Regions from separate parts of the Mus musculus genome. Here regions 2, 3, 4, 5, 6 and 7 are each linked to region 1. A link is a contact called in public HiChIP or PLAC-seq and promoter capture Hi-C data. All regions are on one chromosome and are shown on one strand. The core of a region is the stretch at or near the end of the contact, and the rest is flanking DNA. Distances in the headings are between cores, read along the strand shown.

What was found. Promoter capture Hi-C pulls out the DNA fragments that hold promoters and counts their contacts. HiChIP or PLAC-seq counts read pairs in DNA pulled down with a chosen protein or histone mark.
Region 2: an H3K27ac HiChIP or PLAC-seq map of embryonic stem cells shows a contact between it and region 1, with 2.7 times the contacts expected there. The contact joins the enhancer-like site here to the promoter of Disc1 in region 1. A contact is called at or near these places in 11 of 39 promoter capture datasets (the 3T3-L1 cell line, the C10 cell line, cranial neural crest and 6 more), 3 of 484 Hi-C or Micro-C datasets (the HL-1 cell line, the N1E-115 cell line and embryonic stem cells) and 6 of 115 datasets of contacts at active chromatin or transcription factors (embryonic forebrain, embryonic stem cells, forebrain and 2 more).
Region 3: a contact with region 1 is called in a promoter capture Hi-C map of embryonic stem cells, with 5 times the contacts expected there. The contact joins the promoter of Ntpcr here to the promoter of Disc1 in region 1. A contact is called at or near these places in 6 of 39 promoter capture datasets (3T3-L1-derived adipocytes, embryonic stem cells, hippocampal neurons and 2 more), 7 of 484 Hi-C or Micro-C datasets (the Ba/F3 cell line, CD4 T cells, LSK cells and 4 more), 14 of 115 datasets of contacts at active chromatin or transcription factors (astrocytes, bone marrow-derived macrophages, embryonic forebrain and 9 more) and 3 of 9 other capture datasets (adipose tissue, liver and macrophages).
Region 4: a contact with region 1 is called in an H3K4me3 HiChIP or PLAC-seq map of embryonic forebrain, with 8 times the contacts expected there. The contact joins the promoter of Map3k21 here to the promoter of Disc1 in region 1. A contact is called at or near these places in 3 of 39 promoter capture datasets (the C10 cell line, embryonic stem cells and hippocampal neurons), 1 of 15 datasets of contacts at CTCF or cohesin (large pre-B cells) and 12 of 115 datasets of contacts at active chromatin or transcription factors (astrocytes, bone marrow-derived macrophages, embryonic basal ganglia and 6 more).
Region 5: a contact with region 1 is called in an H3K4me3 HiChIP or PLAC-seq map of forebrain, with 11 times the contacts expected there. The contact joins the enhancer-like site here to the promoter of Disc1 in region 1. A contact is called at or near these places in 1 of 39 promoter capture datasets (embryonic stem cells), 1 of 484 Hi-C or Micro-C datasets (bone marrow-derived macrophages) and 8 of 115 datasets of contacts at active chromatin or transcription factors (astrocytes, craniofacial prominence, embryonic basal ganglia and 5 more).
Region 6: a contact with region 1 is called in a promoter capture Hi-C map of stem cell-derived epiblast-like cells, with 2.5 times the contacts expected there. The contact joins the enhancer-like site here to the promoter of Disc1 in region 1. A contact is called at or near these places in 6 of 39 promoter capture datasets (the 3T3-L1 cell line, embryonic stem cells, liver and 2 more).
Region 7: an H3K27ac HiChIP or PLAC-seq map of embryonic stem cells shows a contact between it and region 1, with 5 times the contacts expected there. The contact joins the promoter of Kcnk1 here to the promoter of Disc1 in region 1. A contact is called at or near these places in 1 of 39 promoter capture datasets (embryonic stem cells), 1 of 484 Hi-C or Micro-C datasets (embryonic stem cells) and 1 of 115 datasets of contacts at active chromatin or transcription factors (embryonic stem cells).

What each region holds. Positions count from the first base shown.
Region 1 is chr8:125,052,533-125,056,526 of GRCm38.p6, forward strand. Disc1 (disrupted in schizophrenia 1) reads left to right here and starts at 1,663. Exons shown (of 13, transcript NM_174854.2): 1 at 1,663-1,752. The coding sequence starts at 1,698.
Region 2 is chr8:125,697,822-125,701,904 of GRCm38.p6, forward strand. No RefSeq gene overlaps it. Among named protein-coding and RNA genes, the nearest start is that of Gm39283, 14 kb to the left of the region's middle. Within about 2 kb of position 1,685, at least 15 of the 459 cell types and tissues checked have an H3K27ac peak or open chromatin away from gene starts, as enhancers often do. A contact at or near this core is called in embryonic stem cells, where this site is marked.
Region 3 is chr8:125,732,266-125,736,166 of GRCm38.p6, forward strand. Ntpcr (nucleoside-triphosphatase, cancer-related) reads left to right here and starts at 1,938. Exons shown (of 5, transcript NM_025636.5): 1 at 1,938-2,084; 2 at 3,803-3,901. The coding sequence starts at 2,051.
Region 4 is chr8:125,908,018-125,911,707 of GRCm38.p6, forward strand. Map3k21 (mitogen-activated protein kinase kinase kinase 21) reads left to right here and starts at 2,433. Exons shown (of 10, transcript NM_145608.2): 1 at 2,433-3,416. The coding sequence starts at 2,660. It overlaps A730098A19Rik (RIKEN cDNA A730098A19 gene), which reads left to right. Exons shown (of 2, transcript NR_155422.1): 2 at 1-127.
Region 5 is chr8:125,822,649-125,826,674 of GRCm38.p6, forward strand. The region is part of intron 19 of Pcnx2 (pecanex homolog 2); the gene reads right to left. Among named protein-coding and RNA genes, the nearest start is that of Gm51603, 14 kb to the left of the region's middle. Within about 2 kb of position 1,338, at least 28 of the 459 cell types and tissues checked have an H3K27ac peak or open chromatin away from gene starts, as enhancers often do. A contact at or near this core is called in forebrain, where this site is marked.
Region 6 is chr8:125,962,287-125,966,411 of GRCm38.p6, forward strand. Gm42056 (a long non-coding RNA gene) reads left to right here. Exons shown (of 2, transcript XR_879364.1): 1 at 1-1,884; 2 at 2,237-2,400. Among named protein-coding and RNA genes, the nearest start is that of Gm42056, 3.9 kb to the left of the region's middle. Within about 2 kb of position 2,510, at least 10 of the 459 cell types and tissues checked have an H3K27ac peak or open chromatin away from gene starts, as enhancers often do. A contact at or near this core is called in stem cell-derived epiblast-like cells, where this site is marked.
Region 7 is chr8:125,993,379-125,997,322 of GRCm38.p6, forward strand. It overlaps Kcnk1 (potassium channel, subfamily K, member 1), which reads left to right and starts at 1,724. Exons shown (of 3, transcript NM_008430.2): 1 at 1,724-2,436. The coding sequence starts at 2,082.

The DNA.
Region 1 (3,994 bases), core at 413-2,912:
TTTTTTAATCTGATTCTGATAATTTTGTAAGTTTTAAAACATTCATTTTCATTTTGTGTATGTGTCTGTCTGTCTGTCTGTCTGTCTGTCTGCGTGATGGTGACAGGGATAGCTAGAAGAGGGTGCCTGATTAGTCCTCTGGAGCTGCAATTGCAGGTAGCAGTGAGCTACTCAGGATAGATGCTGTGAAACTGAACTCTGATCCTCTGCAAGAATGCTATGTGCTCTGAACTGTTGGGCCAGCTTTCCAGCCCCTGTTTTAAGACAGTTTATGTTATATATTCAGAGGTATGCCTAGTTATCCTCGGGAGTGAGTCAGGTAGACCTGAGAGTGTTTATGGCAGGCTGGCCAATTCAACTGTATTTACTACGGAGTGCCTCCTGAGGAGGAGAGGCGTTCCATTCGTTTTAGCTGACCACTTCAGATCGATCGCAGGCCATCACTGAGGGGAGTCAAGGCAGGAACCTAAGGCAGGCCTGCTTGCTATAGCACACAGCATTAACCTCCAATGGAGAGCTCACTTCACTGCCAATCAGGTATAGCAGGAACCACAGAGGACGCTGTTTGCCAGCTGGCTCGTAGATGGGCTTCAGCTCACTTAGCTTTCTTGGATAGTTCGAAACCTAGGTAATGGTGCCGCCCACAGTGGGCTGGGCCTTCGAAGGCCAGTTAACTGTCCAGACCTTTCTTACAGACGCGATACGGGCCAATCTGATCTAGGTAATCATGGACTAAAGCTCTCTGCTCACAGGACCCTAGGCTATGTCACACTGACAGGTAAAGCAAACTAGGATACCAACACAGTGCCTTTTTCAACCCTGTTACCCTACCCACTGCACTAAATCCTGACTCTGCTCATGTCTTTATCAACTTCAGCCGCATCCGCCCGTGCTTACCCGAAGGTTCCTGGTAAGAGGCAACTGCTCTGGCCCACCTTTCCAGCACCTGGTCTTTTTTCTAGGGCCACAGGCTCCTCCCTTCCAGCACGCACTCTCCCAGGCTTCTTCCCACTGCCCCATGCTCCACCCACAGTCAGGTCTCCGGCTGACTCCATGCAGTTCAGTTTTGTAGGTTTATTTTTGCCTCGGGGTCCAGAGGCGAGGTTATGACGGGCCTAACCCCTGACTGGCACTTCCTGTACCCACTGTCCTGTAGCAGGTGCTTTGCTGAAGCAGCCAAAGGGAAGGGATGGGGGAGGTGAGCCAGCTGCCAGGAGCTTGGCACAAGCCAAGGCTTGTGCCGTGCTCCTGGCCAGCCCCGTGCTGCCAGAGATTCGATTCTCAAGTCATTTTTAACAGCTGCTCCCACCCCCCCCGACCTGTCATCTGTCACTTTCCTTCGGCTTCACCGCGACTTGGTAGGAAGAAGTCCCTCTCTTGACCACCCCGCCTTTTACTCCCAGGGTCTGGGAAGCGCCCAGTCTTTCGGTCCCTGGCCACACTGCCCCATCACACTTCCCCTCCTTGGTTTCCTCCAAGTGAAAAGCAAAACTTTCTGCGCTGCGGTCTGGGAGCCGCGAGGGGCGGCGCGCGCGCGCTAGCGAGGGGCCGAGGCTGGAGAGGAAGCGGCGGTCCTGGGCAGGAGGAAGAAGCCAGCCCTCGGCTCGGCCCCCTGCCCGTTTCCCGCCGCCTCCGCGGCCGCCGCTACCACCATCACCACCACAGTCACCGCCGTCCGGGGCGCAGCCGGCCGCACGATGCAGGGCGGGGGTCCCCGGGGCGCTCCGATCCACAGTCCGAGCCACGGCGCAGGTAGGGCCCGGGGTTCTGGAGGAGGGCGAACGAGGCCTGCCGAGATCCGGGCGCACCCTGATGCAGGGGAGGGAAATCGAGGCAGTGAGCGGGGAGTGCAGGGTGCGGGCGGTCGTGTCCCCAGCTCCCACTGCAGCTCCCGTCCAAGCGCGTCCCCGTCCCGAGAGTCCGGCCGCCCTGAGGCGCAGTCGGCGAAGGGCGCGCCCGCACTCCTTCCTTGCGAGGTCCCGGTGGCCGCGAAGGTTTCCGCAGCGCCCAAGTGCAGCTCGATCCCAGGACTCCCTCGGGTGGCCGGCGCAGACGCTGCGGGGACGCGGGGCGAGGTTGAGAGAGGTGTGGGAACTGCAGCCCGCACCTCCCGTGGGGCTGCTCGCCGCCCACTTCCGAGTGTGGACTGTGACGCGCAGGGCAGCGCAGGCTGAGGGGACCCGCTCCATTTCCTCTGTCAGCTTGGGCCACGTACCAACCCCGGTGATGACATCGAGTTAAGTGGGTGGCCGCTTTTCAACCTCAGCAACTCACTGTCAGAAACCCCAAGAAAAGAACGTGATGGCACACGCCTCTTTTCCTAGCACTCGAGAGACAGGAAGACTGTGGAGACTTTCTAATACAATCTGGGCTACAATAGTGAGACTCTATCTCAAAAACCAAAATCAAATCAGAACAATGAAAAATAAAACAAGCACGGAGATCTGCTCCAGACTGGGCTTTGCAGTTTGGGCGTGTGCTGTGCCAAGGAGAGAAGGCAAAGGACTTAGGAGCTTCTTTTGGCTCTTGGAGCCTCAGTTTACCCATCTGTGAAAGGAGCACTAATCACTAGCTTCCCTACCTCCTTAACTGGCTTCTATGAAGACATTTTTGCAATTGGGAGTTGGAAAATACAGGGTTGGTAGGTGGGTGTAGGGTAAGAGTCTTCTGCACCCGCATCCTGGACTCGGGAATGCCTTAGTTTTTCAATTTGTAAAATGGAGCTGATTTTCCTGCCTACGTGGTAGATTTTAAAAGGGGTTTAATGTGGTAGGAGGACATGAAACCCCTGGCCAAATCTCTGCGATACAAAGCAAATTCTCAAAAATCTCTTAGTTGCCCAGGCTAGCCTTAAATCTGCTGCCTAGCCCAGGCTGGCCTCCAATTTGCTAGCCTTTGCCTCCCAAGTGCTGGGATTACAGGTGTGCTCCACTACGCACGGGTCCTTAAGTATTATTTTGACCATGCAAGACCTAAATAATCGTGGGCAATACAGGAATGCCAGTGTGACATGTTAGTGTCTGAGTTACAGGGTATTTGAAAAGACATTTGGCACCTGACATGGAGACCGTTGAGGTTTAGCCAGGATTCTGCCCACAGCAAATAGAGCCCTGGATGAGAAACCTGCTTTCTGAGCTGTCTCTCCAAGTCTCGGGCTTTCTCTTCTGTTTATAAGAAAGAGAAAGCACCTGGGCTGTAATTATTACCTTAGCCCTGAGAGTGCTGCCCTGGGATGGAGAGCAGAACATCTGGAACTGGGGCAGGTGACAGCCTACAGGCGACAGGTGCCACTTTGCAGAGAGTGCATGGGCCAGGCACTTGGTCCTGCCCTTTGATGAGGTCCCCCTCACACCGGTGAGGGGCTGGTGCTACCATCCTCATCTTCCCTTGGATGTGGCAAGGGTTGGAGTCACCTGCCTGTGGCCCTGGTGGTTAAACAGGGACTGGGGCTCAAAGTCAGATGCAGGTGTCTCCAATTACAGGCTGAAGGGAAGGTGTCAGGTGGAGCCCAGGCTGAGCGTGGACCTTTGCCTGGTCAAAGGTAATACCTGGTCTTCTGTTTCTGCCGTTTATACCTATCTTCATCTATCTATCTATCTATCTATCTATCTATCTATCTATCTATCTATCTATCTATCTATCTATCATCTATCTATCTATCTATCTATCTATCTTCTATCTATCAATCATCTATCTGTATATCTTCTGTCTCTATCATCTATCTTCAGCATCTATCAATCATCTATTACCTATCTATCATTTATCCATCAATCTGTCTGTCTATCTTCTATCAATTATCTACCTACCTATCTATCAATCATCTATCTATCTATCTATCTATGTATCTGTCTATGTATCTATCTATCTATCTATCATCTATCTATCTATCTATCATCTATCTATCATCTATCTATCATCTATCTATCTATCTATCTATCTATCATCTATCTATCTATCATCTACCTACCTATCTATCAATCATCTATCTGTATAT
Region 2 (4,083 bases), core at 435-2,934, 650 kb after region 1:
CCACATTCGGGTGTGCTCTATCCATTATTGCCTGTGCTTAACTCTAGGTCAAAATTCCTTCTTGATAAGCAACCAACTCTGCTTCCCACTGGCTCATCCTGCAATTCTTTCCTGCAGTTGAATCTTGACTCTGCCTCAGTAGGGGCCTCTAAGCAGAACTTGTTAGGGTGCTACAGCCAATAGCATGGAGCTGGGTCTCCTTCTTCCATAGCTGCTGATGCTAAGACACATAAAAGCAAATCTTTGGGCATGCTGTAAGGAGGCATGAAGAGTGGAAACCTGTCCAATTAACAAGAATTAATGGGTGTTGCAGGGTATTTGATCACACTGTGAATCCCAAGATTGTGTGATTTATTGAAAAAAAAAAAACTGTTTCTAGTTTTAGTGTAACTCAGCCCTTATTGTATATCTTTAATCCCAAACAAAGAAGGTAAAGTTAGTTTGTAGATGGAAGCACCCATGTTTGAAAGTGACATCTAATTGAGTGGCAGACAAAATGATGAACCAGAGAAAGATTTGACAAAATAGACTAATCCCAACTCTCACAAGAGGGGGGAGGGGGAAGCTACTTGAAGAGTTTTACCTGGACAGTTATAGAGAGACAGATTGCAGAGAGAGAACAAGCTGTACACAGGTGAAGACAAAATGAGCTAGAGAATGAGAAGGAGCCAGAAGATTAGAACAGATTGCCAGAGTTAGTTTGAGGCCAAGCAGAGCAAAAAGTCAGAGGCCAAGAGAGAAGCCAGATTGAATCTCTCACCTTGTCAAGGAGTTTGAGCCAGAATAGTGGAGTTGAACCAGTCAGACAGTGTTCAGAAAGAACTAGAAGGGGTGAGCTTATTCAGCATTAAGTCTCAGAAGTTGAAAGCATTCTGGGCCTAGATAAGATTGTATGAAGGCTAAAAGCTTCCAGGTCTAGGCCTAAGTTAGCAGAGGCAGTAAGCCCCTGAAATGACAATTTAAAAAGGTGAATAAAAGTTACTTTCCAAACAGGGAAATGCCATCCCCCATCCCCCGAAGTCTAGAATAAAAGTAACAGCCTGAATATTTGTTCAAGAGAAATGACTAACTCAAAACAGTGAGTGGGGCTGGAGAGCTGGCTCAGAGGCTAAGGGTGCTTATTGCTCTTGCAGAGGACCTGGGCTGGGTTCCCAGCACCACAAAGTGATTCACAACTATCTGCAACTCCAGAGATTTCACCGCCTTGCCCTGGCTTTCTTGGTCAGTAGGCACACATGTGGTGCATAGATGTACATGTAGACAGATAAAGGCACATAAAATTCAAATAATAACATTAAAAGTCGGGTTTGTAGTGGGGTGTTTACCCTTTCTTTAGACTCTCTTCAGAGCTCCATGGGCCACACATTTGAAGCAGGCAGTGGAAAGATCAGTGATGAGGGACAATGGTCTCCATCCAGTCTGACTCTCTGATTTTATTGGACTTAGATAAGATGCTAATACAACAGTTTCTCTCTTCTGAACTTGGGAGGCTGCATGGTTTTCCTGGTTTGGAGAACTGCAACCGTGGCTCTGTAAGACCTGAAGAGCCTTATGTCCTGGATGTCCCACTCACAGAAACACAGAGACGGAGATCAATGCACTAAGCAAGAGATTTATTGATCTGGCATGCCACACTGTCCTGCAATCTGGGCAGAGTCAACCCCAATCTCCTAAGCACACACTTTTTATATAGTTTAAGGGTAGGACTTGATAACAATAAGAGTTGGTTTAAGCCCATTGTTGGCCAGGGCAGACTTTTTGATTTCCCCCCTTTAGAAATGGTAATTAGCCTCTCCCTTCCGGATTGGCAATTGTTTCGTGACCTTCCTTAAGCAATATTAATGGCCATGGGTGAGGTGAGGTCTTAGTCACCAGAAGGGGGAACTGAAACATTCTTGGTCATTATCTGCACCTACCTTAAAGTAGGAGCTTTCTTGCAAAGCTTGTTTTGTCATTGCAGGAAGGGAGTGTTAGTCACAACCTTCTAGCGGAAGTCCCCAGCATGCTATTCTAGCAAGGTCTTTCAGTGGTCATCTTATGTTCTCTAAGGTCACACATTCCCACAGCTCCTCCTCATCCCCACAGCTCAGTCCCGGGTTTGGCTCACGTTGAGTGTAGGATAAACAGCTGATTTATTTGTGTCCATGTCATTGAATAGTTTCCCCCATTGTCTGCCCAGCAGCTTACACACCAACAAGCAGGGATGATTCCTGCTAACAATGTGGACTCTGCCTTTGTCATGAAGAGCTGTCAGTTCTATGAGGAAATTTCTTAGGCTCTGTCGTCAGGAAATGTGATTTTAAGAATTGTTGACTTTATCTATAATATCTTGATCAATATAGATTTGGCTCACTTCCCTAGGTCTCTGAATCAATTTAACAATGAGATGGAGAGCTTTAAAAGGCCCCAAGTATTTTCTAAATAAAAGACCTAAAGACAACAATGAAGAAAGACTATTCCTTCTTTAAAATAGTTGACTGTGTTAGAATACTTTAGTAATTCTGAAACTATTCACTATTATTTATAAATATTTATTGAGTGTAGAGTCTGCTCCAGGCCTCATGTGGAATGCCAGGACTATATCAATGATTAAAGTAAGTGTGGTTGTCTTTCCTCTTGGGAAGAGCCTACGACCGACCGCAAGGACAGAGAAAGGAGAAAGGGTCACTAGGGTTGACTCCCTCAGCCACTCTGCATAAGCAGACACACACACCCAACTCACCACTCTGCATAAGCAGACACACACACCCAACTCAGAGGACTTGCCTCAGGCAGAGTACAGACCAAAAGAAATACAGCCAAGATGTAAGTCCGTGGAAAAGGGGTCGTTGAGGGCAGCAGAAGAGAGAAAGCATGGGAGTCGTTTCCTAAATAAGGCTGTCCCTGAGCTGAGAAGTCTCACTGAATAGAGAGTACGTACACTATTCATATGGAAAAGCACTCTAGAGATGGGCACACTCCAGAGCTTGCAGAATGTCCTCTGAACCTTCCTGAGCACCCTCAGTTCAAGAAGGAAAGCTAACCAGCCGGAAGTGTCTGGGTATGTTTAGTTTGTAAGACAAAGATGGCCGAAGGGAGTACTGAGCGTGCTCAGTGTGGCTCATAAATAAGGCCATTAGCAAGACTTGTAGACATTTAGAATCTTTCCCCAAAAAGGTTTAGCAGCAGGCGAAGGAAAGGTAGATTCATAGATGAAGCTCTTCTCTCCCCCACCCTCCCCTGCTGTCCCTGCTTCCTTCCCTCCCCTCCTGGTCTCTCCCCTTCGCTCCCCTATCTCTGGGCTGATCTAGCATCTTGCACACTCAAGCCATACTGGTGGACAGACTGCAGTAGCAGTGACCCAGCAGGCTTCCCAGCTCTTATGAGAGGCTGACATTTTCAAATAATTTTTCTGTGCCTGGCCCCTGTCTTTTTGGTCACTTGGTGACTGTCTCGTCCAAGAACCCTGGTACAGACCCTCTTACACCTTTTGTGGTCTCTTCACCTTCTTCGGTTTTCCAGGTGTTTTGTTCATTTTTTTATTTATTTAAGAAAAGTCTAAGGATACTTTTATCTTATTATATCATTTTAATTTTATTTTTAATTTAATTTAAGTTTTTAAAATTTTATTTGCTTTAGATAACTTATTCCTTTACTGTTAATTGCAGGGTGGCAGTTATTTGTGTGTGTGTGTGTGTGTGTGTGTGTGTGTACACGTCTGAAGATAACTTGTAGAAGTGAGTCCCAGGGATTGATTTCCCACCACTAAGCTTTGCGGCTAGTACTGTTACCCACCCACTGAGCCAGTCCTTTGCCCAAGAAATGGAACAGCTTTAAAGACTTCAGGATCCCCTGCCATACCCAACCCTTCATAATAACACAGTCTTGTCTCCGAAAGCTGTGGGCTTCTGCTAAAGTGAAAATGGCCCTGTGGAAGCTGCATTCTCGAGTCATTTCTATATGAAATTGAGTGGGTCTGTGCAAGCATTTTTCTATTTTAGAAGTTAATTGTGTGAGAGCATGAATGTGTGTGTGTGTGAGTGTGTGTGAGTGTGTGTATGCAGGCGTGTAATTATGGCTGTGTGCCTGTGAAGGCCAGAGGAC
Region 3 (3,901 bases), core at 688-3,187, 680 kb after region 1:
TTGAAACTATGTTGTTATTTCGTGGAAATTGTACCAAGTGAGCACTCATTCAATGAATTATCATATAGTGAACATACTACTGTCATCTCATTTTTTTTCTTTTAATGGATGAAGGATTTCCATCTAACTTGTTTTGGGGGCGAATGACTGTAATCCCAACACTGAGGAAGCTGAGGCAGGAGAAGCTTGAGCTAACCTGGGCTACAGAAAAGATCCTGTCTTAAAAAGAGAGAAGGAGAGGAAGAGGGAGAGTGCCCAAGGCCAAGCAGATCGATGTAGACATTTTCTTTGTTTCCTCCGGTATTGATTCTCTATGTCGATTCTGTCTCTGAGCTACCGAAAACAACCCAACTCCCAGAACGCCTTACAATTCCAGTCCCCTTGCCAGCGATGGAAAATTCTAGAGGGTTAATATTTAAAATGAATATTCTGGATACAAGAAGCACTTAGGATTCTATACATGTTGTCTCTCTGTGTAAGGTTCTCCCATGGGTTTGCTTTGCTTACATCAGCCATTCTCTGAGTCCATGCAGGTGCAAGATGCGGAAGGCAAGTTACCCATTGGGATAAGAAGTAATAATACTCCATTAGAGTAACACAGGGCTATAAACAACACTGAGATGACAGTGGCAGGTGTGGCTTGCCAATCTTTTTAGGTGATTTAAACAGCAGGAAACTGAGCTGTTAAACTGGCATATATTGCCTGCTGAAAGGAGTCCAAAAATGTGTGTGTGTGTGTGTGTGTGTGTGTGTGTGTGTGTGTGTGTGAATGTGTGTATGTATATTACATTCGCAAACCAATTAAAGGTAAGGATTCCTGGAAATGGCTTTCTCATCCAGAATGGAGGGTGACTGAGCACAAGCCCAACTGCACGCATGCTCGACTAGAAGGGTCTACAGGTACATCGCGGGCAAAAGCCACTGCCACTTCATTTGCTGGTGGAATGAGTCTCGAGGCTAACTGAGGTAAGGATCCACTTTCTCTGGGTAAGGCAGTTGTGGGTTGATAGACAAGTGTGGAGGTATGGAGCAGAGATGAGGGATTCGGTGCATGGCTGGGGATAGGAAGTCCGCCTGCATCAGAGGTCTGCAACGTGGGCAAGCTTGAAAACCTCCTGCAAACAGGTTCAAGTTCTCCGGACCAATGCCAGTTACTCCAGTCTAAAGGAGGCCATCGCTTTGGGCCAAGCTGCTGTGTGAGCCCCTAGCAGTCCAGATCGGGCCAAAATGGAATCAAGGCACTATCACTAAGATGACCATCAAACTGGCTTTGAAAAAACTGTTTTGGGCTAGTTTCCCCCGAGCATGGGCGTCCCAGTCAGCTGAATGAAGTCAGTGAGGAAGTTCTTTTTCAGCAATGGAAGGGGAGAACTCTGCGGAGAGAAGCCTCGCTTTTGCTCTTGTTTCTGCTTTCCACAACTCTTTCTGCCGTTTCTGCCGCTCAGGTCAGGTCACTGGAAGCTCCTTCTACTTCCAGGTTGCAATAAAAAAGCTTAATCAGATCTTTAGACTCTTACTACCTTGTCTCAGATATTCATCTCGGGAGGTGGAGGCCAGGATAAATTGAGGTTAGCTGTTCTCCAGCTGACTGCTCCGCAGCCAAGTGAACATTGTACACGGAGTTCAAATCCCACCAACGGCTGCTCCTTCAAGGAGGGTTTCTATTGCTACATAGGAGCTCACTTGCAGCCTGAGGTGAGGGTCTCAGGGACAGAACTCAGATACTTAAGTAGCAACGGCCAAGTATCTGGAATTTCCACGAATGCATCCGTGCAGACACCTCACGTGAGTCTGGCACATAGGACTGTTCCCAGACCTTACAGCCAGCCACTGCCACATAGCACCAGGAGTAGGGAAGAATGCGCGTGCGCCTTGTGTGTCGGGAAGGGGGGGGGGGGAGCGTTGGAAACGCATGCGCGACCACGGGGCGGGGCGGTGCTTTCCCTGCCGACAGGGGCGTGGCCTTCAGCGTAAGGGGTGGAGCCTGGCCGCCCATTCTGACCCCCGACCGCCCCGCTCTGGACCACCCCGCACCCAGACCCCCACGCACATGTCGCGGCACGTGTTCCTCACCGGGCCTCCAGGTGACCCAGAGCCTGCGGGACTTGGCGGGGAGGTAGAGCGCCTGGACCTCTGTCCGGTCTCCGGCCTGGCTTGGTGTATCGCAACCCGGCGAGAGGGAAGGCCAGGAGGACTGGGGAGCACCGGTTACATGTCCCCAAGGACCGGTTGTCACCCGGGTCTCGCGCCACTGAGGCCCAGGTGTACTCTGTAGACTTTAGAGTCAGTTGAACAGGCAGAGGCTTTGGGGAGGAGCAGGGGGCCGCAGTTGGAGGCGCGCCGGCCTTGCACAGCATGCCCTGCATTTGAAATCAGGGTGCAGTTGGGTCCCCAGCTTCCTGCTGTAGGGTTCACCCGGAGCCATCATCAATACCTATGTTCATAAGAGGTTTAGTGAACACCGGACTCACAGGCTTTCCCCTCCTCCCCGAGGAGAACCTGGGAGTACTGTCAGTCCCGGATTTGCACCTCTACACCCCTGCCTCCTGTCTCAAGAGTTAGTAATGCTTCGCCCCTTGCGCTACAGGCCCCACTCCAGTGTGTCTCACTAACATCCCAAAGGGTTTGGCTTTCTAAGCCCCTCTCCAGCAAGTTAGCGAGACTTTTAAAAAGAAAGCACCCTTTGTCAGCACCACTGCCTCTCAGCCTCTTCCTAAATATTGACCAGCATCTGTAAGTCATCTCAGAGGGGGCTTTGCTCAGCTGGTTTTTTTTTTTTTTGGTTTGGTTTTTGAGACAGGGTTTCTCTGTGTAGCCCTGGCTGTCTTGGAACTCACTCTGTAGACCAGGCTGGCCCCAACTCAGAAATCCACCTGCCTCTGCCTACCAAGTGCTGGGATTAAAGGCATGGGCCACCACTGTCTGGCTTGCTCAGCTGTTTTTAACATAACAATCCCTGTGAGGAGATAGCCTCTGGGTCAAGAGCTCTTGGGCTGCTGTGTGTTGTCTGTTTGGAAATACGGATATATGGAGTTTGAAAGTTGCATTTATTTACGTATGTGAGTGTGTGCGCAGGTGTGGAGGTCAGAGGACAACTTTGAGGAGTTGGTTCTTGTTGCCCCATTGAGCCGTCTTGCTGGCCCATAAATATACTCCCCTCCCCTTATAATAAAAGTGCTGCCTGCTTGGTATGAGAGCTAAAGTGAAATGTTAAAGTGACAGGCTTTTTGTTGGTGGTGGGGTGTGTGTATGTGTGCAGTGTTTGGGATGTAAATAATAAAAGACAAAAAGCGGGGGTAGCCCCAGGGAACTCCACCCTCAGGAGCTAAGTGTGGGACCTTTGTTCCTTATTGTTCTAGGCCACAAACATCTGCTGTTGGCACATACATACTTTTGCTTAAAATCCATAAGGATTATGCTGCAACCCTCTGGCCCACCACCACTGACCCACCTTCACAGCCAGGCTTCATGCCCTATAAAGGCTTAACGACCTCCCCACACAGTACCATCTGCCTGATCAGACACAAGAGTGGCTGGAGGGATGCTTTAGATTTAAACCAGAACAGAGGGTAAATCTAGGAGTGAAGGAGGTCCCAGATATGTCCTGGGACTGCATTAGAAGTAAGTAAACTTCATGCCGCCGCCTGCCTCTGCTGGGGTGGAAAATCCCTCACACCTGGAGCAATCTGGCAGGCAGTGACATTTGCAGCCCGTCCTGTTTGCAGCTATTGCTTTTTTGCAGGCCAGATGGGCTTGACAAGGTAAAACTTCTTGACCCCTCTTCTTCCTTTGTCTCTTTCAGGGGTTGGCAAAACAACCTTGATCCAGAAAGCCATCGAGGTCCTGCAGTCCTCCGGGCTGCCCGTGGATGGATTTTACACACAAGAAGTCAGGCAGGAAG
Region 4 (3,690 bases), core at 1,183-3,682, 860 kb after region 1:
AAGCCAATAATAGTGTAAATATTAGAAAAATGGAAAAGTTAGAACTGGAGAGATGGCTCGGTGGGTCCAGGCATTTGCTGCAAAAGCATGAAGATTTGGGTTTGGATCCAAATAAAAAAACCCAGATAAAAACCATGGTGTAGCCATCTCTGTATCATGGGAGGAGAGAGCATCTCTGTACCATGGGAGGAGAGAGCCTCCCAAGGGCTTGCTGACTGCCAACCTGGCTCCAGGTTCAGTGAGAGATTTTATCTCAAAAGTGTACAACTGAGAAAGGCAACACCAGATGTCCTTTTCCAGTCTCCACTCCTGGGCTCTCGCACGTGCATGCACGCACACACACGTGTACACACACACACACACACACACACACACACACACACACACACACGTGTACACACACACACACACTATTGTGTTTTATGAACCCAGGTATAATTCGTCAGGAGGGAGCAGGCAAGGGTATCTCCCTGAACAATCAAGCCATAGGACAGACCTAGTATGAAGAAGGTTTGTGGATAGGAAGGGAAGGAGACCTGAAAAAGGGGTAGAGGCAGAGCAAGGGGGACAGAGAAGGACAGAGAGAGGAAGAGGTCAGTGGGGAACATGCTGGAGAGAGAGGAAATAGGAGATGGTGAGAGAGGGAAGGAGGGAGGGAGGAAGGGAGGGAGGGAGAGAGAGAGAGAGAGAGAGAGAGCGGGAGCTGAGCAGTCCTTATAGGCCAGGATGGCTTACACCTTGTAGGCTACTATGTAGCTTTTGGGCAGAGCCTGGAAGACTCCGAAACAGACACAATAACAATTATAAGAATAGTTATAAGAATAGAAAAGCCAGAAAATATGTTAATGAAAGGGGTGCTGGCAGACATCTGCTTGCTCTATCAGGGAGTGCCAGGCTTGGCTGATGGCGCACACTCATAATCCCAGCCTTCAGGAGGCTGAGAGCTCACTGTTCTGAGTTCCCGGCAAACCTGTGTTCTAAAGTATGTACAAGGTCAGCATAGGCAGCCGGACAAAACTCTGCCTCAAAATAAAAAGTATTAATATTGGTGTGAATTATTATTCAACAAACACCCTCCAGGCTCTTCTCAGCTACCACGCGAGGTTACCGTTTTACAGATGAGCAAATTTAGACACTGCGAACAAACAAAACGGCAAAGAGCCGAAGCAAAACAAAACCTCCTTATGTGCTCTCGTGTTAGGAGCATCCTACACCGGCCAGGACGCTCAGGCTTAGCACACGTTGTGTTCTGGTGTCGTGAACCAATTTTGCAACTGTATTCTCTACTTTTTAAAGCTTCATCAGTTGTGTCACCCTGGCAACCTGTAGCTCATAGGTGCCTCCAAGGTAGTCTACATCGGAGTCTGAGGGTACACAGGGTTAGACGGGACCTGGGGATTCCTGACATCGGAGCACTGTAGGCACAGGAACGCGCCAGCTTTCGGGGTTATGAGACTGTGGTTCCCTATGTCTGTAACCTGGAGACTTTCCATGCCTGCAGTCCGGTGAGATCAAGCACACTAGACCTCTGTCTGGAACCGCGCTCCAGGATCCGAACGTCTATCTGTTGCTGGGATGGTCTGTCACTTTACATCTAGAGCTCCAGGGTCCTCTTCTCTCCATCTCCTCTCTCTTTTCACTGAGGAGTCCAACCATCTTCGAGCACCATGATCTCTCTCTTTAACTTTCTGGAAAACTTTAAGTGGCCCCAGGCTTACTCCGCCATCGAGGCCAAGAGGGCGCCTGAGGTGTAGTGGAGACGCCAGAGGGCGGGCTCAGAATAGGTCACGCGTGGAGGTGAAAAGGCTGACAGTCTGGGGGCGGGGTCAGAATGGACCTAGAAAGCGGAGGCGGTCCCCGAAGGGCGGTCGAGGGGACCCGGCTGTTTAGAGGATCGTCAGTAAGGGACCTTGAGTAATGGATTTGGAACGGGTGGGACAGATCCAGGAGATCAAAAGAAGGTGGTCCTTATGAACTCAGAGCAGAGAGTGGGCCTAAGAAGACTGCCCCAGCGCGAAGTAAATGGACCTAGAGGTGTGGATCCAGGAGCACCAATGAACTTAGAGAATGAACTTGGGAAAGGGCGGGCACCAGGGGTGGAACCAGGAAGACTTGGAGGGAGGACGAATCTCGGCAAAGCAAAATTACAGGGGCAGAAACGCCAACCTGGCGGAATGGGTTTGCTGGGGGCGTGTCGGGCACAGGAGACTCAGGTTCAGGTTAGACTCAGAGAGAGTTCTAGGGGTTAAAGAACCTGGAGGGCGGGACTGGCACTAGGGAGGGACTAATGGAGGGTGGAACCCAGGGGTAACGAACCCGGCGGGGCCAGAGCTAGTGCCAAGGGGAAAGGACCTGGAGGGTGGAGTGGCCAAGGAGGAGGGGCTGAGGGTGGGGGCGACTTCTGGGGAGCGCGCGTAAGTCTAAGCAGGTCCAGCACCGCCACCGGTTGTCCGCGCTAGCGGCTGCGGGGAAGAACTAGCCAAACTGGAGGCAGAGCAGAGGTCAGAGCCCCCGGGCAGTGGTCGTAACCTCTGTAGTCCTGCTCCAGCCCTGCACCCTTCCCTGTTAGCTCGGACCGATGATACGCGTCGCTGGAGACCCGGAAAGCTGAGGTTGTGGCTGTCGCACTTGGTCCACTAGCGACCTCTCAATCGCCCCTATGGCTCTACCTGTAGCCGAGGGCACGGCTGACACGCCGCTGTCCCCGGCCCGGGACGACTCGGGGAGTACCTCCTCCGGGATGTGGGCCGCGCTTTATGATTACGAAGCGCGCGGTGAGGACGAGCTGAGCCTGAGGCGCGGTCAGCTGGTCGAGGTACTGTCGCAGGACGCCGCGGTGTCAGGAGACGAGGGCTGGTGGGCCGGCCAAGTGCAGCGGCGCCTGGGCATCTTTCCGGCCAGCTACGTGGCGCCCTGTGGCCCGGTGCCGCCGCCGGCGCCGCCCCCGCCGAGACCCTGCTCGCCTGTGCACGTAGACTTCGAGCGCCTGGAGCTCAAGGAGCTGATCGGCGCCGGCGGCTTCGGTCAGGTGTACCGCGCCACCTGGCAGGGCCAGGAGGTGGCGGTGAAGGCGGCGCGCCGGGACCCGGAGCAGGACGCGGCGGCGGCGGCCGAGAGCGTACGGCGCGAGGCGCGGCTCTTCGCTATGCTGCGGCACCCCAACATCATCCAGCTGCGGGGTGTGTGCCTGCGGCAGCCGCACCTCTGCCTGGTGCTGGAGTTCGCGCGTGGCGGCGCGCTCAACCGCGCGCTGGCGGCGGCAGCATCGGATCCGCGAGCGCCCGGCCCCCGCCGCGCGCGCCGCATCCCCCCACAGGTTCTGGTCAACTGGGCGGTGCAGATCGCCCGCGGCATGCTGTACCTGCACGAGGAGGCGGTGGTGCCCATCCTGCACCGTGACCTCAAGTCCAGCAACAGTAAGTGAGGCTAGCCCCAAGGGAATTAGGTTCCAGGAGCCAAGAGAGGGGTCTGGCTCTGACACAGAGTGGGAAGACAGGCTCTGGTTAACTTGCTTTAGGGAAGTTCGTACTTACCCTGGCGTTATTACCTGTGAGCACCCCTTTAAAAGACAGGGTCAGGAGCTTGTAGATAAATTTTTTTTTACTCTCCGGACCTATCGGACACTACACATATAATCTGTGTAGGTCTCCCAATACGCTTGCACGGGACTTTACCAGCCCTGGCCTTAAA
Region 5 (4,026 bases), core at 88-2,587, 770 kb after region 1:
GAGGGGGTCACCCCTGAGGCATCTGCGACGGGGAAGCCCTACTGGTCAGGAGTTAGCGCCTGGCATGGACTATCTGTTATCTGCAGCTCCTCCTGCTCTTTGTCCTTCTGGGCTGGAACTAAGGCTGTAAAGTCCTTCCGGGTGACACGCATGCCACCCTTTCTCCATTCTCTATAAATAGGCTGCACTTCCAAAATAGAAGATAAGACATCACAGGGCTTCTTGGCTCTTGGACCCTGCTTAGGACAATCTCGAAGTTCATGACCTTGACTTTCTCCATAGGTTCTGTTGTAAGAAAGCAGGCTGAGCAAGCTGTGAGGAGCAAGCCAGTAAGCAGCACCCTCCATGGCCTCTGCATCAGCTCCTGCCTCCAGATTCCCGCCCTGCTTGAGTTCCTGTCCTGACTGCTTTTGATGGTGAAAGCCAGAGTGAAATAAACCTTTTCCTCCCACAGCTGCTGTTGGCCATGGTACTTCATCACAGCGACAGAAACCCTAAGACAACAGCCACATTTTCCCTTTTCCTTCCTTCCCCTGTCCCTCCCTTCCTTCATTTTGACAGCACTTCAAATCCTTACTGAACCTAGAATTCATTTGATACAAATTTGTTCTTTTAAATTTTCTGTCCACACCCTAGTGCTAACGGAATTATGTCCTTATTATTCGCATCTGTGTGGGAACAGTGCGGCTCCTTCAGGAGGTGGGGCCTTGTTTGAAGTAGAGGAGCACCAGCCTAGGATGGGCTTTTGGGGGGTGCCACCAGATCCCTGGTTCCAGCTTCGCCGTCTTTGTCCCAGTCCTCCACGACGAGAATAGCTTCTGCCTCATTCTCCTGCCAGCATGAACTGGACTGTTCCGAGAATCATCCCTGCTGTGGAGGACTGAAAACCCTGGAACCATGAGCCCCTAAAACCTTTCCTCCCTAAGTCTACTTTCCCCTGGCCCTCTCTCCTTAGGGTGCTTTCATCCTGACTACAGAGCAGTAAGCTGTCACCTCTGCTGCTCAGCACCTGTGGTACCTGACACAGGGAGATAAGGGTCTCAAACAACCCGAGAGGCCAGCTGGACCAGGGGAGTGAAGTGCCTCTTCCATAAGACAACAGATAGGCAAATCAGATGCACCCCAGGCACAGAACGAACGCACAAGCATTATCTAGAAGAATCAACAGGCTATCCGAGAGGAAGTCGATTTTTCTTAGAAAGGAGGCATCAGAGAAGGGAGGGGCTGGGCTGACAGGAAGCTGCTGCCTCTCATTACAGTTTGTTCTATTTGACTGCTGCAATCTCAGTCACTCTGACAGACGTGAAAGATGCATGAGAGAAGGCGGCATCCCTCCGAGCCACGTCTGTCACACGCAGAAACCAGTCAGTGTGCAGCAGAGACCAGCTTCACCACAGTGCAAGGTAGAGCTCACAGAGAACGACGAGTCTGGGGCTTGTTACAGAATCGTCAATAGTACTTTTTTTTTCTTTTAAAGGAAAAATTGCTATTTAAATGAGATTCTCAATCGATGTGTTTTACAATTTACATAATATAATTTACATAATATAATCCCCACTCATTTATTCTAATGCATCAAAAATTAAAGTTCACACGTTTCCCCACCAAGCAGGCTTCTCAGCGTGTTCTCCCACCTGCCCTCTACCTTCCTATGTTCTCCCCCCAACCCCCTGCACACACCAGCTTTCAGGGACCCTCCCTTCCTTCTGTGACTTTACAGCACAACGGGCAAATTGTTTGTTCATTCAACCAACATTTACTGAAGAGCACCCATGTACCAGATTCAGCACTCGGTTACAGAATCCCATGTATTTTCTAGTTTATCTGAATATCCATCTGCGATAACTAATATTCACTGTCAACTTGAATCGCAGGGGACATAAGCCTGTGGGCATAGCTGTGAGGGGATGATGTAGATTAGGCTTACTGAGGTGAGAGACCCTCTTTAATTATGGATAACACCCTTCCACGGCCTGGGGCCTGGGCTGAAGGAAACGGAGAAAGCCGATCACTGGATCAACTGGCATTGATTTGTCTCTGCTTTCTGACCATGCATGCCATGAGAGCAGCTGTCTCCAGCCCCTGGAGGTCAGACCTTCCCTGATAAGATGAAGTGCTCCTTCACACGGAGAACCCAAGCAAACCTTCCCTCCTTAAGTTTCTTTGGTTAGGTATATTTGCTGCAGAAAGAAGAAAATAACATCCACCCTCTGCCTGCAGGTGTCACTGTTGCTTCAGTTGTCAAGGGGACACTCTTGAGGGACCCTCTTATCAACCGGACAATCCTGAAGGACCCTCTTGTCAACTGGACAATCCTGAGGGACCCTCTTGTCAATTGGACACTCTTGAGGGACTCTCACTTGAGGAATTGTCTCCAGTAGAGTGGCCTGTGGCTATGTCTGTGGGGGCATTCTCTAGATGGATGACTGATGTGGGAGAGTGGGCAGCCCATGGTGGGCTGTGGCATCCCTGGGTAGGTGTCCTAGTACTCTAAGAAAGCAGGCTGAACAAGCCAGTAAGCAGCACTCCTCCATGGCCTTTGCTTCAGTTCCTGACCTGATTCCCCTCTGTGAAGGAGCGGGACCTGAAAGTCATAAGATGAAATAAAACCCTTTCCTTCATGACTTGCTTTGTGGCCTGGTGTTTACGACAGTAGAAGAAAGCAAAGCAAGACAGGACTTTCCTCCAAGGCACCGCTCTAGTCTATCCCACTCAGGTCTGTAAAATGGCAATAGTTTGAGCTCAAACAGCACACCATGGAATCACTGAGAATGTTAAAAAGCACACCAGCCTGGGCCTGTGGCCTGACTCTCCTTCAGGGAGGAGCTGTGGAAACCGAAGCCTGGGTTGTGAGCGTTCATTTCTTCTCCGAAGGTAAAGGTTTCAGACACACTTTTCACCCATTGCCCCTTCTCTATCTCGTACTCTTTGCAATCCAGGCAGCTTCTGCCCCCAGCCAGAGCCATCCCTTGCCTGCCACAGGCTCTCATTGCTGGATGCCACCACTGACCAGTGCCACCACTGACCTTACCACCTCTTCCTTCCCTCTTCTCATTACTTTTCCTGACCTCCCCTGTCACCTTAGGCCGCTTAGGTGAATCCAGAGCCTCCCGGAGTCCTTCGGTGCCTCCGCCCACCTGGTGCACAGCTGAATGCTCGGCAACCAACAGGTCAGAATGAGCTGACAGTGTGCACCCAGCAGCTCTAGGCAATTTCAACACCTTAGTATTTCCTGGGAATTCATTTTAAATGTCTGAAAATAGGAGCAGGTCATTCATTCTTCCATCTGTTCACGCATGGGGCAGGAAAATGCAGGGCAAACGTGCTTACAGAGTTGGACCCAGTTAACACTTCTAAATTCTGTTTTTATTTAGAGGCAAAGGTCATGTTGCCCAGGCCATCCTCAAACTCTGTGGCTAAGGATGACCCTGAACTTCTGATCTTCCTAAATCCACTTCCCAAGTGCTGGGATTTCAGGCATGTGCAACCCATTCAATTTACACAGTGCAAGGGATTAAACCAATAGGGTTTTTTTGATGTTCTTTATTGCATGCTTGACAAGGATTCCACCAACCAAGCCTCATCCCCACCTTCCGGAAGAAATGTTTTGGGATTGTTTGTTTGTTTGTTTGTTTTTTGGTTTTGTTTGTTTGTTTGTTTGTTTGTTTTTTCGAGACAGGGTTTCTCTGTGTAGCCCTGGCTGTCCTGGAACTCACTCTGTAGTCCAGGCTGGCCTCGAACTCAGAAATCCGCCTGCCTCTGCCTCCCGAGAAATGTATTTTTTATATGAAGCTCTGAGGTTGCCATTTGCACCAGGCTATTTCTCCCATGGGAGTTGCTACACCAACCCCTGTAGACACAGCTGCTCTCTATACAAAGCTCTTTCACAGAAACTCAAGAATCCAGAGCCTGGTAGTTAGTGGTCAAGCATGAAGTGGTTCTCTCCTTAGTGCCCAGTCACTATAAACCAGAATTGTAACCTTCAAGCATGAGCAATGGATGCTAATTTCCCTATGGAATCAGTAA
Region 6 (4,125 bases), core at 1,260-3,759, 910 kb after region 1:
GGTTGTATAAATACAAAATGAGCAATGAAATGTCCTTTATCTCCAAACAAGACAGGACCCAGGTGTGAGCAGGGGCCATACTGAAACTATTAGTAGATCTGCTAGTAGTATCTTTCCCAATTAAAAATGGCATCTTATTAAATGTGTATGTGTATTAGTTACTGTTCTTTTTATTATTACTGATAATAAGTTGATGTGTGGTGAGATAGACAGGCATATGTCATAGCTCGACGCAAGTGCAGGGTAGAGGGCAACTTGAGGGAGTTCGTTCTCCCCTTCCATCTTTATAGGATATGGGGATTAAACTCATATCCCCAGGAAACTTGAGAGACAAAGGATTTATTTGGTCTGAGGCTCAAGGAACAGATCGCTCCTGAATGGATGACCTTGGCGCCAGCTCTTGTCTATGGTACAGGAAGCTGTACCATATCTCATCAGACCAGGAAACTTTGCCTATAAAACGGAGAAACAATATGGTCCAGGTTACAACTGACGAGAGGATAATAAGGCACAATACACCTCAAAGGGGAACTGTTATCCTCACTGAACAGATAGAGGGGGTGCTTTTGCACCAACTCCCCTAATTCTCTTTGGTCATCTCCTCAGTAAATAGTTACTGCAATTCACTTCAAATTCTCAGGCAATCTATCACATTGGATGAACTTTATTGGTAAATTTTCACAGGCACATTGAGCCCTGGGTCACCAAGCATCACCTTGCTTTCTGATGACATCTCCCTGGTTCCCCAAATGACAAATCACACTGTTCTTTATGCTCAGTGCCTCTGATATCATAACTCACAACAGATGCATCAATACAAAAATTGAATTTGCAATTTCCCCCAAGACACTTTCAAGCACTTATTACAATTCTTTTATTATGACAAAAAAATTAATAACATTAGCACTGAGCTTTTCAGAGTCACCTGCTGGGGTAATGTTTACTGAGTGGAAATCACAAAGATGAGGTGCCTCGAAGACTTGTTAATATTTCGGCTAATGTTCAACCCCTTCGTTCAACCCCTTTATCCTCTCAATTTATCTTAGATTAGCAGAGCAAATGCTGACAGTAATGTGTAAATAAGGTGGTGCTAAGGTTCCTCTTCAGTCCCCACAGGGTGGTGCAGGCGCTCAGAGGCCAGAGAAACAAATCATGTAACCCCTGAGCCATGGATAAGAGAGGTTTCGTGTGTTGCCAGAATTCAAAGCTAGGACAGTCGAGGAAAGGACACCCAACCATGAGGTCTTGCAATCGTGGGCTTATTTTTCTCCAGCAGCGGTGGCAATCTAGATGCTGTGATTTAGGACGAGTGCAACCTCTGGGGTGGTCGGCAAAGATGTGAGTTCCCAAGGTTAACCTGCTCCTCTGCTACTAAGCTCCAGCATTCGATTCTATTTGTAGAAAGGCTGTAACGCCTCGAGGGGGTGTGTTTACGTTCCGGTAAGAGAGAGCGGGAAGAAAACGAGACCAGGAAGGATGCTGCCTAATGTCATTGGTTCCATTCTATCAGAAAATAATTGCTGCAAAAGATGACTCTGCCTCTCCCTCGGGCCTCAGTTTACACTTCATCGGCCACAACTGAGTGATAATGAAAGGCAGCCCGCGCCGTGCATGAAGCTGCCATACCAAGGGGGCAAGTGGGGCCCTTCAGAACCGGTAGAGAGAAGGGCAGGTGTTCAGAGTATTGAAAACATCCCATCAGGGGGCAGCGACCTTGGAAACTGTGTCCCAGCTTTCCAGTTTGCCTTAGTTGTCTCCTGCCTAGAAACCCCTGGTGTGAAGACACTGTTGCCAGCTTCCTCTGTCTCCCCTGCTTTCAAAATGGCTTTTATCCACTTGGCGGGAGGATTCCATGTCACGACAGACTTCACGGCAGCAGCCCAAGTGGGTAGAAGAGGCTCTGCTGGGGCTGGAGAACCGGCTCAGTGGTTTGCAGCACTTGCTGTTCCCAGACAGTCTCAGATTAGGGTCCCGGGTGGGACACTGGGATGGATAGTTGTGGGTCTGCAGTTTATTAGATGTGCCGCCCGCCCGCCCCTGCCCCTGCCCCTGCCCCTGCCCCTGCCCCTGCCCCTGCCCCCGCCCCCGCTCCTCCCCCCCCATGCCCCCCCCCCTCCGCCCGCCCGCCCATCAGCCTTAAGCAAGGCTAGCTCAGACCTCGTTTGCTACAGTTGCTAGCTCACCTAGGGTAGAGTCTTCTGACCTAGGTAAAGTCTTTTGTCTGCCCTATCTGCAGATTCCTGCAAGAAGCTACCTGCTGAGCCGCTGAGCTTGTTTTCCTGACAGATCCTGACAAAGTGAAAAAAAGCGATCCTGGCATAGTGGGGGATGGGTCCCCCCCCCCCATCCCTCACCCCTTTAAAAATCAGGCCCTAGAATTAAAGTTGAGCCTTGATCAGAGAACTTTGTCTCGACTCATTATTTCTCTCGCAGTCCTTCCCATCCAACCCCAGCTTTCCTTTCAGGAACCCAGGAATCCGTGGCCGCCGGTGGCTTCAATTAGAAGTGTTATTAATGCCCTGGATAGACAAACAGAAAACACTATGATGGACACACTGAGGAAGCAAGACCCACACAGCGGAACGTGTGTGTGTGTGTGTGTGTGTGTGTGTGTGTGTGTGTGTGTGTCTTCTTACAGCTTCTGCAGAGAGGAGGGGCTTCACAGCAGGGGCCAGTAAGCAGGATCTCTGGTTCCCAGGCAGAGGACAGGAAAGGGGTGGGGAGCAAGACATGGAGCCAGCAATGTCACCAAGTGATATAAACCCACTTCCCCAGGTTCAAGACCCTGGAAATCCACATCTGTTAGAGACTCACGGGCCATGTCTCAGTCGGAACGAGTCAGTATCTGTGAGAGGTGAAGATCTCTGTAGGTACTGAGGCCTTAGTCGCAGTCTGCTCAGGATTTTAATACTGCATTCTTTCAAAGAGAGCCTTCCTATTCGTTAATGAACTCTGTTTCAAACACTACAAGTGCCGTGTGTTTTGTCCTTGTTCCAGGGCACAAGAACCTGGGAATCTCAACAGGTGTCCTCCGGACTCTGATCTCTGGCTGTCATATGAGCAACGCAGAGACAGGTGGAATTTCATCCAGAGGGGAACATCTGACTTGGGTTTTACCAGGCTGTGCAAAGATGAAGTATACCTGAGGATCTTCAGACAACACTGGTATAGTCACATGACTCCATGCACAATGGAGACCTTTCGAGGAGATGACAGCATAGAACTAGAGGCTTGGCCAGAGTGTAGAGACCATGTTATCTCTTAGAGGAGAGGAGAACCAGGAATCCCTGTGCTGAACTGCATAGTTATGAACATAGGCCAACACAGGTGAACACGCCATGCCTTCATCTTCTATGAATTTATCAGGGTTGGACAGATAACATCCTCTACATAGAAAAACAGAACATTGGCCGTATTGTGTCATCTTCTGTACTAAAAGCATACACTTAAGAATAAAAAAAACAAAACAAAACAGTATGACAGTGAGGAACTGGAGTCACGGCTGAACTGGTGCCCACCCCCAGGTCACAGTGAGGAACTGGAGTCACAGCTGAGCTGTGGCTTACCCCCAGGTCACAGTGTCCTGGTTGTTGTGAGTGATTTCACAAGGTGTCACCACGAGGTGAGGTTGCTCTCTGATCATGAATCTAGTAACACAGTGAGATTCCCACACAATCTTGAACTTGGCACTGACAACAGAACACTCACACTTTTCTGTGTCACGCCCCCACCCCCACCCCCCATGAGCAGCTGTCACTTCAATATCAATTATAGAGTTCTATTCCTCCTACCTTCTGGATAGAAGAATTCAGGACATCCATGTATAGCAGTACTCTTGCTTTCTAACAGAAAGATTGACGATTCAAACCTTTCCCTATTCTCCCAAAAGAAACATGTCCTTTACCAAACCTGTTCTGGTTTGAATCTGAAGCATCCCCTCTGGCTTGTGGTCTGAACGCTCAGTTCTCAGTTGTTTTGAAGGCCTGAGAGCAGCAACTCCAAGCTTCCACTGCTGCACCAGCCACAAGGGCTCCACCATATCATATAAAACCCTCTTAACAGTCTCAACAAAGAAACGTAAAAAGAAAGAAAGCAGTCTGAGCAAGCCATGAGGAATGAGCCAGT
Region 7 (3,944 bases), core at 474-2,973, 940 kb after region 1:
CAAACACCCAATGTGGTGGGTTACTGTTTCCCCTAGAAAACAAGATGTGTTTGTCCTTGGGAGAGGGGAAGAAGGAAGAAATGGATGACCAATGGGGGGACTTTGAAATACAGAGAGTGATGTGGAGGGATCTCTGAGGAAGGCAGGAGGTGAGATTATTCACTAAAATTAAAAAAAAAAAAAAAGAGTAAATCTGCTGCACACTCTCTATGAATATATGACTTCTAAGAACGTCTGTTCAGTAGGCAGATGATGGAATTTTCCAAGTATTTAGATTAATTCGGATTTACTTTAATGCTTTCTCTTACTGATATCATCTACCATAGATGAGGAGTATTTTTTTTTAATATAAGAAATTGAAGCTACCTCTCTCCTCTACTTCCCCACAAACAGCTGCTGGAGGCAGTTCTACTTCTACATGTTAGCCTGCTTTGCAGACACAGTTCTGTTACAGGGTACAGCATAAACGGTTCGCATATTTGAGATTCCAGACAGCTGTGCTTACGTCTGCATAGTCTTCAAATTCATCTTTAAAGATCAGATGTCATCTTGGCTGGGGAACGGTTCAGCAGTCCAGGTGCTAACCACGGTCCCGGCAACCGGAGTCCATTCCCGGAGTTCATTGGAGACATTGATAATAATGATAATGCTATGATGATGATGATGATGCTTCAACATTTTTTTTTTTAATTCGAGTCCTGAGTGTCTGACCACAAGTCTGGGTACCCAAGTACTTTACCACTACGTCATCTTTCCTGCTCCCATTCCCCTAGTTAGGAGCCTTTAGAATGTCCCTGACTCTTGACTCCATGTGCATGTAATGACAAAAATACACCTCTGTGTGTGGAGTGGTGGTTTGAATGAAAATGGCCCCCACAGGCTCATAGGGAGTGGCGCTATTAGGAGGTGTAGCCTTGTTGGAGGAAGTGTGTCGCAGGGGATTGAGCTTTGAGGTTTTAAATGCTCACGCTGACCCAGTTTTATTCTTTCTCTCTCTCTCTCTCTCTCTCTCTCTCTCTCTCCTGTTTGCCAATCCAGATGTAGAACACTCCGCTCTTTCTCCAGTATCATGTCTGCCTGTGTGCCACCATGTTCCCAGTCATGATAATTATAGACTAAACCTCTAAAACCGTAAACCAGACCCAGGTAAATATTTTCCTTTATGAGAACGGCTGTGGTCATGGCGTCTCTTCACAGCAATAAAAACCTAAGACAATAGGTATGATGTATGGCACGATATATAAGACAGGATACAGCTATGCTGAGTCTTATGTATGTGACTGTCATCCTTCTCTAGGAAGTGTCACAGAGTCAGGTCCTCCACCCCCACCCCTAGAAGCACACAGCTAGACTCTAGAAGCACACGGCTGCACATGTCTATGCAGAAATGTAGAACCCAACCTCATCCACCATCAGTTCCTCCGTGCCCTAGCGCACATTTCCATTTCTGTCTCCTGACCACGAAGTCCTTAAAGTTTGGGGTATTGTTTAGGCTAAAATCCAGAAGCTGTGTTTTCCTGTTCCAGGTGGAGGATGGGGTCAGGAGAGGATTCAAGTAGCTTTTTAGAAAGAGGTTCATTGTATTTTCAATAGTCTGGGCAGCAAATGGCTTAGCTGTCCAGTCAACAAGACAGAGGAAGACAGGATCTATCTGTACCCTTGGTATTTGGCTATAGTAGCTTTAATCAGGAGGAATGCCTGGGGGGACAAAAGTAGCTAGGACGGGGGTTACGGTGGCGCGCGCGCGCGCGCGCACACTCTCTCTCTCTCTCTCTCTCTCTCTCTCTCTCTCAGCTCAGGCCTGCTGACTGCACTGGGGAAGGGAAGAGGGAGCCAGGCAGCCTCCGGGTGGCCTGGCCAGGGTCTGGCGCCACCAAACCTGCACTTTCCGGTTTCGGAAGCCAGGTAGGGGGCGCGGGCAGCCAGCAGCTCCCGCCAAGTGGGTGAGAGCGCTCCGCCCGACCAACTCCCGCTACCTGAGCCGGCCACCACGTCACCGCCACATCATCTGGCCTCTTGTATTTGCACGAAACCAGGAAAGGGAGCGGCGGCGGGAGGCGCGGAGCGCGGGCGCCGGGAAGATGCTGCAGTCCCTGGCCGGCAGCTCGTGCGTGCGCCTGGTGGAGCGGCACCGTTCGGCCTGGTGCTTCGGCTTCCTGGTGCTGGGCTACCTGCTCTACCTGGTGTTCGGCGCCGTGGTCTTCTCGTCCGTGGAGCTGCCTTATGAGGACCTGCTGCGCCAGGAGCTGCGCAAGCTGAAGCGGCGCTTCCTGGAGGAGCACGAGTGCCTGTCGGAGCCGCAGCTGGAGCAGTTCCTGGGCCGCGTGCTGGAGGCCAGCAATTATGGAGTGTCGGTGCTCAGCAACGCCTCGGGAAATTGGAATTGGGACTTCACCTCGGCGCTCTTCTTCGCCAGCACCGTGCTCTCCACCACAGGTAGGGCCGCTGCTGCCACCTTACCCCAAACCCCGGCGTCCCCAGGCCTCCGCTGGGCGCATCCTGCGGTGGCTCGCAGTGGCGGCAGCCAGTGAGGTGACCCCGGAGCACGATATGGGTACTGCAGCTGTTACTCTTTGGGAATGGTCTCAAACACTCTGGACCTTGAGGCTGCAGGGGTCTCATTCACTTCTCCGTCCTTGTGAGGAGCAGGTAGGAGCTGATGGGAGGGTAGGTCCCCGACATTTCTGTCCTGGCAACTGAGCAGCAAGACCAGGAGATGAGGAGAGTATCCTGTGCTTAAGAGCGTTCGCCTCCTTCTGGCCCCATCCCAGAGACCCCAGGCCGAGAAACCTAGCAATGACCCTTGGATGGGTCACCTTCATGACTGTGACTCCCTTCCCTACTGTAGACCTATTACAGCTTCTTTGGATCTGTTTTGGGGACAGTGGTGACATCACTCTGCTCTCTGCAGGTGACCTCTAAGCAGGCAGGCCTATGGGGGTTTCAGAGTAGGAGGAAGGGTGGGAGAAGGGAAGGGAGTCACTTGACCTGGGCCCCACATGGTGGGGCTTCCTGAATCAGCGGTTACTTCAACTTTAGGTGCGTTGAGCTTCTCTTCTACTTTGAGGCTTCAACGTCTTCAAGAGGCTTAGAAATCCAGCTGAACATACATGCCCAGGGGCATAGCAGTTAGACTAGATGGAGAGAGGCCAGGTTTCGTCAGTGGTGGCTAGCCATGCGTGCAGGCTAGGAAGGACATAAACGGTGCACGGACAGCCAGAGGGACTCTCAAAGGGCCTCAGTACCGTGCCTTCTTCTTATGCATGAGATCCAATTTTTGAAATGGCCCCTTTTGGCAGGCACAAGGTCACACAGTGCCCAGGGACACTCTGGAATCCGAGCCTTGTGAGTTCTTGCCAGGAACAGTGTGTTATGCCCCTGCCCCACCTTTGCAAGTGACTCAACTGCACCTGGGTTACTCCAGCCGTTCCTTCTCCCTCCTCTCTGCCTCTCAGGCTGACCCTTCTCAACTTCCTTTGGGCTGCGGCCGGGTAAATTATTTTATTAATTACCCACTATTGTAAACACCCAACCTCCAGCCAGATCAGGTAAATTTATTGTTTGGAAATCTGGGGTGAGTTCCTGAACTTGTAATCGACACAGAAAGAGTTCTAGGCTGTGTTGCGGTATTTTTTAAAAAAAAAAAAACTGTGTTAAATGGATGCCGAAACAAGACAAACCTGTTGGCTCACTTTCCAAAGAAAAGTCTCCTCCCCCCCCTGCTGCTCACAGTCCCGGCTTTATCTCAACATCACCCAGGCCAGTCAGGTCTTTTTGGATCCTATTTGTGTCAGAGTGTAAATCCCTCCTCCACCATAGACATGAATGTTTACATAAAGTTCACAACTGGCTCACAACGTTGGCTGAGCAGTTTGAGAATGAAGACTGCCCTTACCCTGCGGGCCTGGCAGACAGGGCAGGGATAGGAAGAGCCAGGAGAGAAA